Regions from separate parts of the Sus scrofa genome. Here region 2 is linked to region 1. The links are chromatin contacts, called in public promoter capture Hi-C maps. All regions are on one chromosome and are shown on one strand. Each heading gives the region's core, a stretch centred on a gene start, on an enhancer-like site or on the middle of the called end of the contact. The rest is flanking DNA. Distances are from core to core; before and after follow the strand shown.

What was found. Promoter capture Hi-C pulls out the DNA fragments that hold promoters and counts their contacts.
Region 2: a promoter capture Hi-C map of liver shows a contact between it and region 1, with 4 times the contacts expected there. The contact joins the promoter of LMNB2 here to the promoter of SGTA in region 1. A contact is called at or near these places in 2 of 5 promoter capture datasets (fetal liver and liver) and 5 of 47 Hi-C or Micro-C datasets (embryonic fibroblasts, liver, retroperitoneal adipose tissue and 1 more).

Annotation. Positions count from the first base shown.
Region 1 is chr2:75,877,838-75,880,401 of Sscrofa11.1, reverse strand. SGTA (small glutamine rich tetratricopeptide repeat containing alpha) reads right to left here and starts at 1,270. Exons shown (of 12, transcript NM_001244392.1): 1 at 1,215-1,270.
Region 2 is chr2:76,124,637-76,127,200 of Sscrofa11.1, reverse strand. LMNB2 (lamin-B2) reads right to left here and starts at 1,269. Exons shown (of 12, transcript XM_003353991.4): 1 at 947-1,269. The coding sequence starts at 1,228.

The DNA.
Region 1 (2,564 bases), core at 21-2,520:
CTAAATGGTCTGATTTCAGAGTCTGAACTCCAAGATACCCGTTCCTCAACCACAAAAGTGGGCACACACACAAAACCTTGCACGTGACTTCTCAGGGGCTCACACACCCCTTGCCTCTGTGCAGCAAGCACACTGGTGAAGAATCACTAGTCTAGGGTTGGATTCTGCTTTGGCACCATGGACATCTGGGGCCAGACTGTTCTCTGTGGGCCCATCCTGGGTACTGTGGGGTATGGGGCAGCATACATGGCCCCCACCCCCTCGGTGCCAGGAGCACCCCCAGTTGTGACAGCCACAGATGTCCTCAGACATTGCCTAGTGTCCGCTAAAAGGACAAAACCACTGGTCTAGGGAGAGGAAAAGCAAACCAAACACCAAAAAAAATAAGAACATCACTCAGCAGGGATGCAGAGCGCACACACTTCCAGCCACTTAACAAAACCAGTTGTCGTCTAGGAAGACAAGTAGCAGGAACCCGATTAAAGAATGCTCCAGGTGTACTTAACCTCACAATGACCCTAAGAAGCATACACTTCTACAGTCCCTATTCTAAAAGGAAAGGGCTGGGGGAGACGGATAGCGACTTGCCCAAGAGGCCACAGCCAGCAGGGGTGGAGGACCTAGTCTTCAACCCCAGATTTGTCTCACTTCAGCACACCATGCAGAGGCCCTCAGTGTGAAAAAAGACCCCTCCTGTGTTCTCACGTTGCGCTGGGGTCTCTGCGACTTTAATTCTCATGGGAAGCCCCCCAATCCTAGGCAGAGGCTGTGACAACGCCTGTTTTACAGAAGGGGAAACTGAGGTTCCGAGACGCCAAGAGACTGACCAAGGTGGAGGCGGCGCTGGGACAGGAACCCCGACCTGAACCCCAGGAACAGAGGGACTCCGGCTTAAAAGAACCGTGTTTCCGGGAAGCAGCGGCCACTCGGCGAGCGCTTACTACGTGCGGGGCGCTTTACCTCCTGCTATCCACTCACGGACCTGCGAACCCGCATTTCCCGGGCCTAGGGTCCAGGGGAGGGAGATCCCGGCGGGCAAAGGCCCGCCCGATACCTCCTGCCCTCAGTTTCCCTCCGCGCTGCTCACTCACAACACTCCCCCAATTGCGGCGTCCCCGCCCCAGATCGACGTCCTCTTACCCACCCCGGAACCCCAGGAGCCCCGAGCCACTGACCCCAGGTACATCCGGCTCAGCGCCGAACCCGCGACTCACCTCTCAAGCAGCCGAACCCGGACCCACCGACGGCGGCGCCTGCGCACCGCGGCACTGCCCGGCCCCGCCCCCAGCCCCGCTCCGCCCCCAGCCCCGCAGCCTGCGCAGAAGGAGCCGGTGGCCGCTGGATTTCATTCTGCGCAGGCGCACCAATTATCAAGGCGGGAGTAGGAGGAAGTGACGTAATGTAGAGGCGGGAACGAGCTCGTCGTTAGGGCAACTGACCTCTGCGACCGAACGGAGGCCGGAAATCCGGATCAACTTGTCCTCTAGGCCGAAATGGAGCGGTGCATGGTGGGACAGTGGTGGACTCTTGTGGGTCGGCCGAGCCCGTCACGTGGCACCGTGTCCGCCACGTGGTGCACCTGCTGCTTTTGGGTATCTGGCGCCCAGAGGATCACAGGCGGTCTTTGAGTGGGGGCGACTGTTACCCTCTCACTGTATTTATTCATATATTCACCCACCCAAACATCCGCGAGTTCGTTATTTCATTCATTCAATCCATAAGAATGAATACTAAGATATTTGTTTACAGTAGGTGCATAATAGTAAACAAGTATTTATTACACACAAACTATAAAGACCAGCAAAACTTTTGCTTTCATTACCTTGTATTGGGGTACACAGACAATAAACTGGTAAACTAATACGTAAATGAACAAGTTCTACTTAATGGCAAGCACTGTGTAGAAAAAAATGGGGTGTTCTGATTGTGATTGGGGCGGTAAATTTGTTGGGTTGGTTAGGGAAGACCTCTGTTTCACATGTAGATTTGGAGAACTGGGAAAACACTCCAGGTACAGGGAACAGCAAAAATGAAGACTAACGTAGGATTACGCTGGATGTGCTCAAGAGAGAAAGAAATCGAAGGTCAGTAATGAGACATTCCCTATTAAATGACCACCATTAGCATTCAAGTTGCCAGAGTGTTCTCCCAATTCATTTTTTTTTTTCCTAATTCATTTTTATTCAACTTAAAATGCATGTACTCAACACCCTGGGTTTACTCAACACCCTGGGTTATTTTCATTTATTTTGCAGAAATAAAAGACGTAGGTTTAGGGACCAGTTTTAATTTTCTTAGGTTTTTCTTTCTGTGTGCCTTAGACGGTTCAAGGTGTTTTTTGTTTTTTTTTTTTAACTGACAATACTACATGCAGGTAAGGCACAGTTCCAACACACCTGTTGTTTGAAGTTCTGCATCGGTTTACTGAAGCTTTCTCAATGATGCTTGCTTACATTTCTGCTTTTTAAATAAATGTCTTCTTAATTTGGTTGTCTAACTGGATTCAGCTGGTATATGTGGAGGACCTTTAACCATTAGATGCTAGAAGATGAGCAGGATGTTGG
Region 2 (2,564 bases), core at 20-2,519, 250 kb before region 1:
TTTCTCCTAGGACACTTGAACACCCAAACACATCCCAAGATTCCCCAAAACTCCCTTAGGGGCAAAGCTTATGCTGGCTCACATCCCACCATTTAGGGGCCCCCTAGATCTCCTCGGACTCTTCGGTGGGTGGGGCCTGCCCCACTTCCACCACTCCCACAGCCCCCCTCCCCACTCCTCCAGGGATCCCTCAGGAAATAGACCAGCCCAGTCTGCATCCCTCATTCAGGAACCTCCACTGAGATCCCATCAAGTATGCCTCAGAGGATAGGTCTCCTCCCGTGTGTACCCCTTGTCAGGGCACCCACAATCCCCTGGGTCCCCTTCAAGGAACTGGTCAGCCTCAGAATGCACTCCTCACTCGTGAAATACGTGAAACACCTGCTCCAGTGTGCACCCCTCACTCAAAGCTCCCCAGATCCTCAGGGACCCATCAGAGAACGGGATTCGCCCTAGTCTGCACCCTTCTCAGGGGATCCCCAGATCGTCCGGGATCCCTCGGTGGATGGGGCCGGTGCTAGTTTCCAGCTCTTGCGGGGGTGCTGTACCCCAGAAACCCCTGGGGTCCCTTGTAGGCGCCCATCCTGACCTCCAACCCTCACTCAGGATCCCTTTAATCTCTCGCGGGGTCCCTCAAGCAGGGGCACGCCCCAGCATGCAACCTTCACTCAAGGGATCCCCGAGATCTTCCCGGACCCCTCGGTGGGCGGAGCCAGCGCCAGTCTCCACCTCTCGCATGGGAGATGTCCCCCAAACCCTCTGGAGACCCTCAGAGGCCGGGGCCCAACGAAACGTGCGACCCTAGCCCGGGGCCCCCGCAACCCCTGGGGACACCTCGGTTGGGCAGAACCCGCCCCAGTGCCCCCTCTCGCACGAGGGTCCCCGAACCCCGTGGGACCCTCGGAGGCCCGCCCGCCGTAGCGAAGATCCAGGCGCCCGCGCCCACCTCGCGCGTGGTCACCTCCTCCTTCTCGGAGATCTTGAGGAGGAGCCGGTCGTTCTCCAGCTCCAGCGCGCGGACGCGGTCGATGTAGTGCGCCAAGCGGTCATTGAGCTCGCGCAGCTCCTCCTTCTCCTGCAGCCGCGACAGGCGCGTGGGCGACAGCGGCGTAGCGGGCCCGCCCGCGCGGCCAGGCGGCGGCGTGGCCATGGCAGCGGCAGCGGCGGCGGCGGCGGCGGCTCGGGGTCCGCGCGGCTCAGAACGGCGGCCGCGACTCGGCGGGCTCATTCAATCCGCGCCGCCGACCAAGATGGCGCCCGCCGCCCGCCGCCGCCACCGCCACGGGGCAGCCTGGGACTTGTAGTCCCACCGGAGCCGCGCGCCGCACGCCGGGAGCTGTAGTCTCCCGCTCCGTTTCCCTCGCTGTCATCAACTCAGCAGGCGCGGGACGACTGCCCAACTGCCCGCTCCAAATTCCAGCTCTGCCACTGTGTGATGCCTGGTTTCTTTTCGGGCCTCAGTTTCCCCACTCATGTAACCTACCTACCTCTTTAGAGCCTCATTAAAATTAAATTTGGTGAAGAAACCTCAGAAATATGTTCCGTGATCTCACCCATATGTGAAATCTAAAAATCCTGAAACAACACCAAAAATCCCCCAGCCGCTTATAAATAGTGTCAGGTTGTCCTCCGAAGAGGTTTACCAATTTCCAGTTTTGAAGCAATGTGTGAGATTGTCTGTTTTCCTACATCTGTCAATCCTGAATCACTAACTTTTATTTGAATGTCTTATTATGTCTATAAGTAAAGTTTTGCAGTTCTCTCTTGTGTGTATGTGTTTCTTTCTTTTTTAAAAAATTGAACTTTGGTTGATTTACAATGTCGTGCTAATTTCAGGTGTACAACCCAAGCTCATGTACACGGAAAACAGATTGGTGGCTGGAGTGGAGGGTTTGAAGCAGTGAAGGGCATCAAAGGGTGCACATTTCCAGTTATAAGATAAATGCCATGGGGATGTTATGGGCAGCATGATGACTATAGATAACAATATTGTATTGCATATTTGAGAGTTGCTAACAGAGTAGATCTTGGGAGTTCCCTGGTGGCTCAGTGGGTTAAAGATCACACTGCAGTGGTTCTGGTTGCTGCTGAGGCATGGGTTCAATCGCTGGCCTGGCACAGTGGATTAAGAATCCAGCCTTGTCACAGCTGTGGCATAGGTCACTACTGTGGCTCAGATTCAATCCGTGGCCCAGGAACTTTCATAGGCTGTGAGTGTGGCCATAAAGAAGAAATTCTCATCACAAGAAAAAAAAATCCTATAACTATGTATGGTGATGAATGTTACCTAGGCTTATGGTTGTAATCGTTTCCCACTATATACAAGTATGGAGTCAGTAAGTTATACACCTGAAACTAATAGGTTATTTATACATCAATTTTAAAATATCTCAATTAAAAAAAAAATGCTCAGTGAAAGAAGCCAAACACAAAAGGCCACACAGTGTATGATTCCACTTATACAAAATGTCCAGGAGTTCCATCGTGGCTCAGTGGTTAACGAACCTGACTAGTATCCATGAGGATGCAGGTCCGACCCCTGGCTTCACTCAGTGGGTTAAGGA